Regions from separate parts of the Rattus norvegicus genome. Here region 1 is linked to region 2. Evidence: chromatin contacts called from public Hi-C data. All regions are on one chromosome and are shown on one strand. The core of a region is the stretch at or near the end of the contact, and the rest is flanking DNA. Distances in the headings are between cores, read along the strand shown.

Region 1 (6,654 bases), core at 3,649-6,148, 76 kb after region 2:
AACAGATGAGCCTTTTGGCCTCAATAGAAAGTTCTCTAAGGAGTCCTCAGCTTGGAAACCTACCCAGACAGACTTCCAGCACATTCTTTTCCTGAGACCTGGTTCCACTCAGTCCTAAATAGTGTCAGGAATAGCTAAATTTTGATACATTTCTTTCTGGTCTTAATAAAGCCGGAGAGCCAGGGGCTTCAATAAGAGAACTAAAATACCGGCTAAAGGCTAAGCGAATTAGTCAAACATTCAGCATGGAAGAAAGTTCCCAGAGACAAAGCGCTTTGTTTACTCTGCTGCTCTTTCTTCACACTGTGAATAGTATCCAGAATAGAAGAGCGCTTGGAATATTTATTTAATGATGCATAACACAAGGTATAATACCACATATGAGATGTGGGAATTGACCTTTTTCAAGTTAATTTGGCAAAGGCGACCATTCTGGAGCTGTGTGGATTCGGTTTTCTATGTCTTAATCCTATTCGGGGTCAAAGCAAATATAGGACGCTAGAGGAACGTTGGAAAGATGCACACACGGGTTCAAATACATGTAGACATAATTTTTAACACAAAGGTGTTCAATGCTGGGGATTTAGCAAAGGATCTTGAACATGCTAGGCAAGTGTTGTACTATCGAGCACTGTCTCTGGCTCTCTATATATCATGACTAATGACCATTCACAGGCTTACTTGTGACAAACACACCTAGCGACTTCTACAAACTTTATATCTGCCAAATTTTAGTCAGTGTTCTGGGCTATGAATAGATATAAATCCTTCAAACAACCTACTTTTATCTTTTCTGACAGTCTAACCCCCACCCCCCAAATGTCTGGTGGGTTCAATATTGTACTATAGAATCAATGAAAATTAATTTAAAGTTAAGTGCTTATTACTTGGTAATTTGAAAGTTCCTACATCAAATAATTTTCCAAAAATCTTTCTTCCCAGAAGGTACAAATATATCAAGATATATGGTGTTAGTTTTTCTAGTAATTCATAACCTAGAAACCAGCATTCGATAGCCACCAGTATCTGATTAACTAAATTGAACTAACTAGAAATGAGTAATTTCTGTATCCCATGCATTAGCATACACGTAGTAACTTCCACATATGACTTTTGAATTAAATGTTCTAAATAGTTATCTTCCCTCAGAAAATCTTTAATGTTGACAAAATATTGGCTAGCCTATACATACGTTTTGACCAGAAAATGAGTTTAAACTTCTTTGTCATTCCAAATTAGGGATCTGAAGAGATTTCCAAATGTCAAGACTTTGAAATAAATGGTGATGGTCTTCTGGTAGATTGCGTTTTCCAAAGATCTCTCTACTTCAATGCACACGTCTCATAAAGACCTCCCCTCACTCCCTTGCCCCGTGTTTGTAATCACAAAGGACATTACATGACAGCGTATTTGGTGTTTGTTTGTTTATAGAAATGTCCAGTCACTCAGCACATTGCGGTACAGAATGCTGACTTCATGGTTCTCAGGCTTGTCTGGACGTGCTGGCTGCTTTACAGTGAGCTGGGGCGGCATCCACACAGCCAGACAGTTCTTAATTGCTTTACTTTCATGATACAGATTCTTAATGAGTATATTCTCTTTGCAGCAAGAGAATGAGTCTTAAACCTTTGCTGCCACTTCACAATGAGAATAAGTGTGAAGAAGGACGATGGAAAGCAATGAGTTTCTTCAGTATTGTGTTGGCAGGAGGAATTAAAAAACAAACAAACAAACAAACAAAAACCCTTTACCTTTTCTACATATTCCAACAATCTCAAAATCCTGCTTTGAGTTTGATTCTTGTTAGTTATTCCTGTTTGGGTAGTCTAGATCACAGATGGGTGCCACCCTATCAGATTGCCCAGAGAGCAATTTCCTTAAATATGAATAAAAAACCTAACCTTTTCCCTTTCCTCGTGTGCATAGCCTGTGTGTGTGTGTGTGTGTTTGTGTGTGTGTGTTTGTGTGTGTTTGCGCGAGCGTGTGCACGCGTGTGCATGTGGTAGGGACTTAACCTAGATCCTTCTACACGGTGCTAGGCAACTACTTCAATACTGATCTATATTTTCAGCCCAAGAATGTGACTTCTATCTTCTACCCCCATCCCCCGAATGTAGTGTCACAAAAATAAACCTTAAAAAAAAAAAAGAAATCCTCAATGAAAACATCAACAAATAAAACCCCCAAATACATGCACAAACCCCTGCCCAGAATAAGCCCAAACTAAACATAAAAGAAATAATGAATTATCACAAGTCAATAGGTCAACTTAGAATAAATAATGGCCGAAGAAAATTAATGTAAGGTATGTAAACAGTGATTAATTTAGTTGTGAACATATCCTGAGGTTTACAAGTTTAGGCTAAAAGAAGCACAACGATTAGGCCTACCTGAAGATCTGGATCCTTCCCTTAACCTCTTAATCACTCCCTATTTTCTCCAAGATTTGCTTTGTATGAAGTCGTTCTCTCTGAGAAAAAACAACCTACCAGCCGCTGTAGACAAAACAAAATCCTTTGCTTCTTTTCAAGTTTCTCGAGTTGGAATTCAGGTAGCATAGGTAGTTTATCTCTAATCTTTCAGGTTATTTTCATTTTGATTAATTTCTTCATTAATTTTGTGCGCATTGAATGCCATAGAGCACATGTAAGCTAGAGGACAACTTGTGGAAGCCTGTTCTCTCCTTCTGCTATGGGGAACTGGGGATCAAACTCAGGGTTCCAGGCTTGGCAACAACTGCCTTTGTCTACTGAAGCCCTGGAAATTCTTCATTTCGAACACATATTTTCTCAATAAATATTTATCTGTATATAAAACATAAAGCACTTTTAAGAACCATACACATTTTTGGTAATGATTAATTGATCAGATATTCATTCCTAAAAGGAAAGGGCAATTCACTTTAGATGAAGAGGTCAAAGAAATTCATCATTGAAGGTATATTGGGAATAAGTGATTCCTAGACTCAAATCATTGGATTCTCTCAAATACATTGATGTATTCTTGTTTTCGAGTCATAGTGGGAAGAAGGCAGGTTGAGCTAAGAAGGGTGGCAAGGAAGGCAGGTCTACTTGATGGGGTGAGCAGAGTGCTGCAAATTCAACTTGTATCGCCCTTCAAGCCAGCCATCTCTAACTAACCTTTTGGAGGATGATAACTTGACCTTTGATGGAGTATAAATTTGTCTCTGGTAAACAAAAGCTTGATTTTCAATGATGCTCCAAGATTTAGAGGGAAGAATTGAATGATTAATGAAAATCAATGAAACTGTTAGGACACAATTTTAGGTTCATTTTAGTTCTCAGAAATCCTACCTGTACTGTGTGGGTTTCGGGGATGATGTCAGGACAACAATCAAACAAACAACAATAAAACAAAAAGATGAATTTGGGCCACAGTAGACCAACTTATGACTTTTCAAAGGTTTCACTGTGCTGCTCCGTACCTGCTGGTCCTGTTTCCTAAACATATTCATCTATGGTTCTACTTATAATTGAATCTCTGCCGGTGGAAGATTGGACAATCGGCTCTGGTTTGAAGTCATAAGAGAGATCTGTAAGTCTCAGGAGCAGTCAGTAAATGGAGACACAAGTGTGATTAGCCCTATATTGAAAAAGTTATAGACTTCCCCAACAATTACTTCATTACACCCCTTTTGCTTTAGTGTGACTCTAGTCTGCATGGCACTAATGTACATATATGATTAATAATCATGCACATCACAGACATTACATATAATCTCATATATTCAATACTTTAAAAGAAATTTTTGGCTCTATCTGACAATCATTCTTTTAAAATGATTGTAAATTAGTACAAGACAAAGTGCCACCACTGTGCGGGAGTTAAACACACTTTTGAAATACCTCTTAAAGAAGAAATGGAACTGAGCTGAGCTAACAGTATCTGAGGCATAATGGGGAAATGGAGAAATCATTTAACCCCAACTCAGAGGTTGAACCTGCCCTGCTCATTCAGTTCCCAGGTAAAGGACACACAACTTTTATTATTTACAATAAGCCTCAACCAGCACAAGAGTTGGGCAGATATCTACCCTGTATGCTCTTAGAATCTACTTTCCTATTGATAACTACTAGTTATTACTTACTATACTTCATCTGGGCTGCTCTTAACTCCAATTGGCCAGCTCTCAGGGCCACAGTTTTATGACTCACCTAACCCATGGAAGCTTCTCCTCTGTTTACCTTCTCCCCTCTGCCTTCTGTTTCTCCTCTGACCTCCATCCTGAAAAGCCTACGTCTCTTCTGCCCAGCTATTGGCTGTCAGCAATTTTAGTTACCAATCAGAAAAAACTTGGGAGCAAGGTCACATAATGTCACTTGGATCTACATGTGGACTTTCTCACCTCTGGGGTCTTAAGGAACCAGTAATAGCATTAAAATACAAGCAGCATCAGACCAACCCACTATAGAGAAAAAAAGCGAAGGATTTGGAGATGTTACCTAATGCTCAAAATTAGCCTGTAAGCCTCAATAGGTCAAGAACTTGGTAACTTCCTGGAATGCTGGGAGTTGTGGTTCTTGGAAAATAACAAAGCCTCATGGGAAAGTACAGTGGCCTATAGGTTTATCCCTATAAGCCTCGGCTACATGTGACTCGGGGTCATTTTGGCTGGGAAATTCCAGGGACTGGGTCTGGCCAAAGTCCATCTCTTGGTCCATAGTTAATATTTAATAATGCTTGCTTTAAATTTGGCCACAATGCTGGAATTGGATTTTTTCAGGTGAATCTCAGGATTGACAACTACTGGTGGTTCATAGTGAAGCCTTAGTAGCATATTTGAGGTCTGGCACACCCAGATGCCCATGTGCAGTGTAACACAGGTAACATACAGTGTGTGGCATAGAACACACAGCACGTTCTCTGTGGTCTAGGCTGAAAGCTCTTACTGAGAAGCAGTAGCAAAGGTCAGAGGTGTAAAGCAGAAGGGAAGATGAACTCAGATGATAGTCAGAGAATAGAACACGTTTTCACAGTGATAAGACAGCTTCTGCGTGGTATCTTTGCAGATCCTGGAACTATTTGACAGGTTATCAAGTCATTCTTTCCTGTTGAGATCTATGTTTGAAAGGATCATGAAGTGTGTGGCCACCAAGGGGAATTATAAACCTTACAAGGCTGGCCCTCAAGGGCATTTCATTCCTAAAATAGAAAAAGTCTGTGGTGTTCTATGATGACAGAAGACCACCGAGACAATCTCCTCTCACCCAGGCTGATTTGCTAAACTTACACTTCTAAGAGGAAGAACAAGAGCACGAAGGAAATTGAGAACGGTAGAACCGTTTACAAAGGAAATCAAATGAAAAGGCACCCCAATTACATGCAGTAACTGTGGTCTGAGGAACTAATTAATCATGCTATTCAGGGAAGCCTATCTAGTGCTTTGCTTCCAGAGGTCTAGATGACAAATAGAATCTTGAAGAAGAAATATCTTGTCCGCTGTTTTTCTCTACTCTTGCTTATTTTTCTTAAAGCAAAGGCAGCAGTGCACTCTGAAGCCCATGATTGAATTCTCGAAGTCAGACGATGTGTTTAGGTGGTCGCCACTGCAGAGCTACGCTACGACTCAGGGTGACTTTCAGGAAGAAAACATATTTAAATACAAAATACAACCTAGATAGAAAACCTATGATGCCATAGTCCAGTACTGAAAAACAGAGTCTTTCCCTCAATTTAGATAATTAGCCTAGAAATATCTGTGACTATCTCTGGGTTGCCAGCAACACTGAACTTGGGTGCTACAGTTCCATGTGAAAACGTAGGTCAAACAAACCCAGCAGAGGGAGGGACAAGTCTTTTTGTTTTCACTTCTTCTTGTGGTGCTCCTGTTTATATTGTAAATTCTGTATACAGGGAAATCTTACATCTGGATGTGAAAGCTCAAAAGACTTACCTCAAGTCCAGATGCTGCATTCTCTTCACCTGTGAGATAACGAGGGGATATCCAAAGAAGCAATGGCGGATGTTCTGTATGAGGCAAAGTGCCTGGAACGGTCTCATCACGCTTCATATTTGTGATTCCTCTCTCCTGTCATGCAACCCCACCCAAGCTAGACTCTCCTTCAAAGGATCCTGAGAAATGTGCCTCAAACTTATCGCTTCTCCTCTTCCTTTGCTCTCTCCCTGATGATGAAGCCCACTGAATTGGCCTGACTTTCCTGTTAACTACCTTGACTTGTTTACAGGGAGAGAAATGGTGGAGACTGCAGCACTGGTATGAGCAGTGGTACAAAGCTCAGGTAGTAATAAGGAAGCAGCAGCAGGATTTACCAGAGGACTCAGTGTCTCCTTTGTCCTGTTCTAAAGGAACTCAGCAGTACAGAGTTGGCCTCAAACCTGAATTCACAGAAGGGGTTGGTTTATTTCATTCAAATAATGGACTTCTCACATGTCTCTTACTGCTGCCTTGCCAATGCAACGTGAGCACATGGCTCCGTGGGCTCTAACCTCCATTTGGCGTTAACACGTATATCCTATGCATTGGGGTAGATGGTAGAAAATTTTTGTCAACTTTACTGGGTTGAGGATTTCCTGAAGACCTGGTACAGCATTGCTTTCAGTGTGTCTACAAAGAGGTTTCAAGGGAACAGCTTGTAAGTTAGAACTGGATAACAAAGATCTGCCCTCAATGTA
Region 2 (7,260 bases), core at 1,259-3,758:
ATTAACTCACAGCAAGAAGGCAGGGATCTGAAGAGCTGGGGATTTCCAATTAGCTGCTATATTGATCCAGCTCTAGCCGGTACCCAGAGAACACAACGTTGTCAAGGAGAACTTCTTATGACGTTTTTCTTTTTCCAATCTTGTGCTGGCAGTCTTTGCACTGCATGATTGTGTAGAACCTTAGACGTCATTGGGCAAGTTGTTTCAACATGAAGGATCTTTACTAGCAATGGGAAGGAAAGGACGATTTCTCACCATTAGTAATTGTCATCGGGACAAAAAAAATGCAAATCTCTTTTCCTTGGTTGCAAATATACAAGAAGGTGTGAAACAGAAGTTTATTTAGTTCACTACTATGTAAAGTCACGTCCTCCTCACATATTGACAAGAAGAACAAAGTTGAGAGTGAGCTCAGTCGTAGCAGGTAGATGAGATTCTGGGTCCCCTGCCTGCATGGAAAGTTTGTTTTGGTCCCATTTTCAGTCATGAGCCCAGAAGGATCAAGGGCACAGAGAAGACATAAAGAATGTATACAGTGATCTCATTGTGGGTGATGGTAAGATTATTGGAAACAACAAATAGGTTTTGTCAATGCCTAACTGGAGTCATACTGCTGTACCAAGAATGTTAGTAGTGTCTCCAGGGACCATCCATACAAGTTAGCTATTACTCAAGACAGATCCCTGGATTCTTCTACCAAAATGTCCCTGGCAAGAAAAATATATCAGCATCAGCCAGTGATCCTATTCTTGGATCTTCATGTTTTCTCAGATTTAATATCTAGCTCTTTAGAGGGATGTCATGGAACCAGCCTCTCATATCTGTGGAGTTAGCGACTGGATGAAAAATATCTGGAAAACTATTTAATCCCATATTGAACTTGTATGGCTTTATTGTCATTATGCTATAAACAATAGAGTATGTAACAGTAACATATTTACCTGATGCAATTGTGGTCTCAGAGACTTACTACTGAATAAGCTCATCTTTTTTAGTTCTTTCCGAACTTTGGCTGGCTGATTCAACTCACCTATCCTGGCCCAAACTCTCTCCAAGCTGACTGATTCAATCTGATTTCTCTTAGCTTCTTGCTGAATTGTTCTGATTGGTCTCAAAGTAACTCTGTCAATCTGTTCTAATCTTCTACCTCCTTCTCATTCTCTGGCTTGATCTGTCTTTACCTGTGTTTAGCTTATTCTCTCTGCAACCTTCGTACAACTATCCCTGTAAAAGTTGCCTCTGAACTCCATGAACTGCCACAAACTCCACTGCACTGCACTGCCTCTTAACTCACTGCCTTAACCCAGCTGACTGACCGAAACACAGAGATCTGCATGCCTCTATCTCCTGAGTGCTGGGATTAAAGGTAGGTACCACCATGACTGAACATAAGCTTTACTCTACTTGAAATTTGCTCTGTACCAGACTTGCCTTGAACTCAGATATATGTTTGTCTCTGTCTTCTGGGATTAAAGCCATGTCTGTATTCCAGCTGGGTCACACAGACCTAGAAGGTCTTTGGATATGATCTCTTGCCAGAGCAGCCATGATGCTGGATTAAAATTCCTCTACAGCAGTATGACTATTTATTAGTGTCTCTAGTGTACTGTGAAGGACATGTTCAGGCTACATGCAAATATTATTTCATTTTATATAAGGGATCAGAGCAGCCACAGATATTGGTATCTGTAGGTGGTCCTGGAAACAGTCCCCTACGCAGACTGAGGGAGGACTGTATACTTGGATAACAATATTCTAAGCATTGGAAAATTCTTTATTCTATACAGCATCCTTATGAGACATAGGTGCAGAGAGGAATTTTACTAGTCTCAATTTATAGGTGAGGAAAATAAAACTTTGAGATTTCAGTGGGCTGGATCCAAGACTTCTTGCAGGCTGTTTTGTTCCACTGAGATGTTCTCAAAACCCAGTTGCTCCCTCTGCAGCTTTAGGGATAAACCCAGATAGAGCTCCTATGCAGCAGCTAGTCTGTTCTCATGTGTCTCCAGTCTTCCTAGTTGCTGAGAACCATGTTCAGTGAAAAATGAGCGTTAGGGAGGCAAGTAAGCAGAAACAGCTATGTACTATGCACAAAGTCTAAAGTTGTTCCCTAAACTGCGACCTCTAACCTCTAACCTCCCCATTCATATACAAGTATTTGTGTGTAACTGCACATGAACCTGAATGTGCGTGTGTGTGCTTGAGTTCCAAGTTATTGCTCCTCCTGGAATGGCCATCAAGTTAGCTATTCTGTGTAACTTTAACTTTTTTAAAGCCTACGTTTAATGATAGTTTTTAAATGCTTTAACATCCCTTCTAGCCTACCATCTACCAGACGTAGTGGGAGTAAAAGACTATGGGGGAAGCAAACTTATTTAGAAATTGTTCTTTGGAGCAAATCCCATCTACACTGTCAGGAAATCAATGTTCAGTTCATAGGTCAGCAGTGGCAACTTGATCCACTTGCAAACACTTCATGGATATACTAGCAGTCCAGTTCAGCAGTGTCGGGATAACAGCAATAGTGGCATGACCTAGCAGGAACAGTTAGGCCTCAGCTGAATCAGCACAGGTCAATAGGAGGGACCAACAGGGAAGCCAGGAGAAGTTCTTAGCTGTGCCTCTCTCAGTGAAATGAAGATCAGCAAAACTGTGAGACCAACAAGCATTGCACAGCTAGCTCTACCAGCAAGCCAAGCCTAATCAAGCCTGAATCATTCTCTTTGTCACTGTCTGTTAAGTCCTATTTATACTCCCTCCAAACATTACTTGTCCTCCATGGGTCTTGCCTCATTATTTGTCTTGCCTCAGCTTGTAAGTCTGTATCAACTGACATCACTCTGCCAATTGGCCAAAATACACAGAAGTGGCAAGAAGCCATGACACACCATCAAAGGTTTCTTTGGTACATTTTTCTCTATGGCATCCTGACAAATGGAGTTCAGCTATGCAATGTAAGGCAGATCAATACATGCATGTAATTGGCAAAGAATCCTTCATCACATGTCCTTTCATACACTTGCCTTAGTGGAATGTCCTTTCGCTTGTGTCTACTTCAGGAAAACACCTCTTCATGTGTTTGCCCCAGCAAAGTACAACACAGCAGACTTTCCAAAGAACCCTTAAGTTTCCACTTTAACTCTGACATATGACTTATATGGAAGGAGTCTTTCTCTTTTACATATTAAATGCAACTGAATAAAGTAACATTTCGTCCCTATCATAATCCCTTGCTGAGAGTAAAAATGCTTGGATTTTTAGAACAGGCAAGAACTGGAGGTAATTTTATCTGATTTTGAATGGGTAAATTATCCTTTGACTAGAATTGGCCAGAGCAGAGCCCTGATCCTTCTATCAGAAGCCTTCATTCTCACCTGTAGGTATCCTATCATCTTTTGGTTTCCTTCCTTCCTTCCTTCCTTCCTTCCTTCCTTCCTTCCTTCCTTCCTTCCTATCTATCTATCTATCTACCTATCTATCATCTGTCTATCAATCATCTAGCTGTCAACTATCATCTATCATTCATTGATCCATCATCTGTCTCTATCACCTCTTTGTATATTATCTATCTATCTATCTATCTATCTATCTATCTATCTATCTATCTATCTATTTATCTATCTATCATGTATCTATCTATATATCTATCATGTAGTCTGTGTCTATGACAGAGAGAGAGAGAGAGAGAGAGAGAGAGAGAGAGGACAGGGTCTCCTGTTTTCCAGGCTGACTTTGAACTCCTTATATAGCTGAGGATCCTCTTTCTTCTTCTTCAGCAGTTCTGGGATTATAGGGACACATCAGCTACCTGGTTTTTATAGTGATCATGATGGAATCATGGGCTTCATTCATTTTCCTACAAGCTACATTCCTGCTCTGTTTTCACTAATAAGTGACAGGTTTTTTGGTTCTTCAAGACTCTCTTAACTCCTTTTCTAAGTCCTACTTATATTTTTAAAATTGTTCTACATACTTACCTTTTATTTAGTATGCTTATCACTATAAAAGTAAAAAAATATTTTTGATGTCAAAACTAAACAGTACCTTTCTACAGTAGTCTTTTTTTAGTGAATGATTGTCTATTTTCTAAATCATCTCAAAGTGTACATTCTTGAATAGTAATAGGAGATAAGGTAGCTTAACAATTGTTCTTTTATTCTGTGGAGACCACTGGTTCACTCTAGATCAGTCAGCTGAGGAGTTCTGACTCTTAAAGCCCTCTCTTCTGAAAAAATATAACAAATATTAGTATACCCAAAAGTACAAAGAGTATTCTCATTATCACAGAAAACCTAAGTGATCTGTAGTGATTTCTCTGAATCTAAATGCCATTTAATGACAGGGATATGTGGCATTAGCACCTGTAAAGATGCACGATATATATATATATAAATATATATAATATTTTCATGTGATCTGACAATATGATACATTCATGAACAGTCTACTTAAGGTAAGTAGATTCTAAGCAGACAGTTGTGACTTGAGATTTCCACCATACATATGTCAACCATTTCAAACAAAAGACAATTTGCAAGCTAATTTTTTTCCTACTTTGTTTTGTTTGGAATTGTTTTGCAAGGTTTTTGGGGGGATAGAGGGGGATAGGGGAATGAACTGCTGAAATTGAATGTAGAGGAATTGGGCTATTTTCCCCAGCAGAGTTTGATTTGGGTAAGGTCAGTGCACAGCACCTGCTTTTCTTTGAGAATTTGCATGAACAGCACAGTTATGGATTTATTCCGTGCCTAATGTCAACACATTGTCTCAAACACTTGCCCACAGGGAGGGCCCCTTACCATTTGTCATCTGGGACCTGTCTACTCTTCTGGCTACTCTGGAAAGCCATCTGGCTACTTAATAAAAGCAGGACAGCTCCTGAGTCTGTTCATTGAGGCCTCCGTGCAATTTAGTTTTTTCAGTCTTTCCTGAGCTCTCTCCTGGCCAGTACATTGCATCCAGCACAAGAAGTGTTCCTCTGCTATTTTATGTTTTCTTTGTTCCACATCTTGGAGTGCATATACAAGGTCTGTAAAGCAAACCAACCGACAGGCATAGTAATGCACGGAGGTTCACAGTGAGTGGGAGGTATAATATTGTGACACTAGTCATTTTCAAGTATGTTGAAAGCAGTCTGTACTCCGTGTTCTTCTGTTCTTGATGTGAACACAACTGGGGTGGGTGGAGGTTGACCATGAAATAACTGGCAACACTCTGAGTTGATGGTATCCAAGGACACTACACTAAGCTGGATTGCATGAGCCTCTGAGAGTTCCCTCAAACTTCTTTCCTCTAAGTCAGGGCTGCAACCCATCTTAAAGGCCCAGTCTTTATTTATTCAACAGTATTCCCCAACAATTTATTGGCTGCCTTCTGTGTGTTGCACAATAGGCTACATTTGGGGAAATAGTGCAAACTAAGTATAACATGCCTAACCTTTGGGGAATTTACATTCTGTTAAGAATGTGTCCAATCAACAAGTAAACAGAAAGGACAGGCAGAGTGGAAGGTCTCAGGGTCCTCTTTTCCTACCCTTCCATTTCCCCTGGATATTAACCTGTGGCCTCTCCACTATTACTCTCAGATGTGGTCCTAGGTCTGTGTGCACAGAAAGCAGGAGGGATGGAGGATTAAAAGTCCCCAGTCAATGGTAAGCTGGAATTAATGAATAAATACCTTAGCCTTCTTACTCCTTAAGTGTGAAACCTCTATGGGTATTGTTAGAAAACTGTTGCCATGGCCCAAATGTTTGTGCTCATCCAAATTCACTGGTTAAAAATTCCCTCAGTAGGTGATGGTTTCAACAGGAAAAGTCCTTCTCTTTGGAAGTGATCAAGTCATGAGAGGTCACCAGTACAAATGAAATTAATATCTTATATATACAAAAGCTTTGAAGGAGCCTGTTTAGCCCCTTGTCCAAGTGAGGAAACAAAAGCTGTCATCTGTGAAGAGTGGGTCCCCATGAGACAGCAATCCTCCTGGCACTTTCACCTTGGAATTTCTGTCTTCCAGAACTGTGAGTAATAAATTCCTGTGCTATATAAGTTACTCAGACAAATTTATTTTGCTAGAGTATCCTAAAGACATAAGACAATCATGAAATGTGCAGAAGACATACTTATGTCCTCTGGGCATGGCTTTACTCTGTATAGACACTTGTCTATTTTATAAAGATATATGACTTTTTTCTTTCAGGTTTTTTTTTTTTGGATAGATTTCTCTGTGTAGCCCTGGCCATCCTGGAACTCACTCTGTAGACCAGGTTGGCCTTGAACTCAGAGATCTGCCTGCCTCTGCCTCCTGAGTGCTGGAGTTAAAGACACGCACTGCCACCACCTGGCACCAAGATATAGAGCTTTGACTATTTAACAAAGTATTCTTTTAGGCAAATTACCAAGATTTGTCAAACTTCTCCTTTTGAACATACTTGTGGTCTGACATTCATGGAGAATTTGCCAAGATCATTTGTGTATAAAAACTTAGGCATAAAATATACACCAAAATTAACACTAAGATTAAAGGACTGATATGAAAAGAACTTAATGGACATCATCAAAATAGGAGAGAGGAAGTATTTAATTTCATCTCTTCTGTCAGTTTTTCTCTGTATGCAATGTAAGTCTTATACAATACAATAACTTACATGATAAAGTTATTATGAAAAGTACTAATAAAGTTGAATTACACTGTAATGTCCATGAGGGCAGGGATACTTATACATTTTTTAATTTAATTTTTAAATTTTTGAGAATTTTATGCTTTAGTGCTGTATTTATGTCATTTTTACACGCCCTTCCCAATTTCTCAGTGTCTCTCCCAACTGTCTCAAACTCATGACCTTTTCTTTAATTATTATTGCAACTCACACACACACACACACACACACACACACTTACACACATACATACACAAACACACACACTCACAAACACAAGCACACACACTGACACAAACACACACTCACACACACATACACACACACTCACACTCACACATACACACACACTCACATATACATTTGCTACTGAATCCATTTAGTATTGCTTACATATAATGTGTTTAGAGATGACGTCTGGGACTGATATCCTATCAAGGGACTCATATCTGAAGACCGACACCCCTCTCAGCAGCCACTGATGACCTCCTGTAGTTGTCTATCCAGGTGTGGAACCTTGTGAGATGTCCTCTATCTGTGCTGGCATGCTAACTGGGCATTTCCATTATGCAGCGGTCGTTTAGGTGAATTTTAGAGGTTTTATG

What was found. Hi-C and Micro-C count contacts between places; a contact is called where the count stands out from the background.
Region 1: a Hi-C map of liver shows a contact between it and region 2, with 2.3 times the contacts expected there. The contact joins two enhancer-like sites. A contact is called at or near these places in 3 of 12 Hi-C or Micro-C datasets (kidney and liver).

What each region holds. Positions count from the first base shown.
Region 1 is chr2:35,071,948-35,078,601 of GRCr8, forward strand. No RefSeq gene overlaps it. Among named protein-coding and RNA genes, the nearest start is that of Pik3r1, 380 kb to the left of the region's middle. Within about 2 kb of position 4,899, at least 4 of the 93 cell types and tissues checked have an H3K27ac peak or open chromatin away from gene starts, as enhancers often do. A contact at or near this core is called in liver, where this site is marked.
Region 2 is chr2:34,998,138-35,005,397 of GRCr8, forward strand. No RefSeq gene overlaps it. Among named protein-coding and RNA genes, the nearest start is that of Pik3r1, 300 kb to the left of the region's middle. Within about 2 kb of position 2,509, at least 2 of the 93 cell types and tissues checked have an H3K27ac peak or open chromatin away from gene starts, as enhancers often do. A contact at or near this core is called in liver, where this site is marked.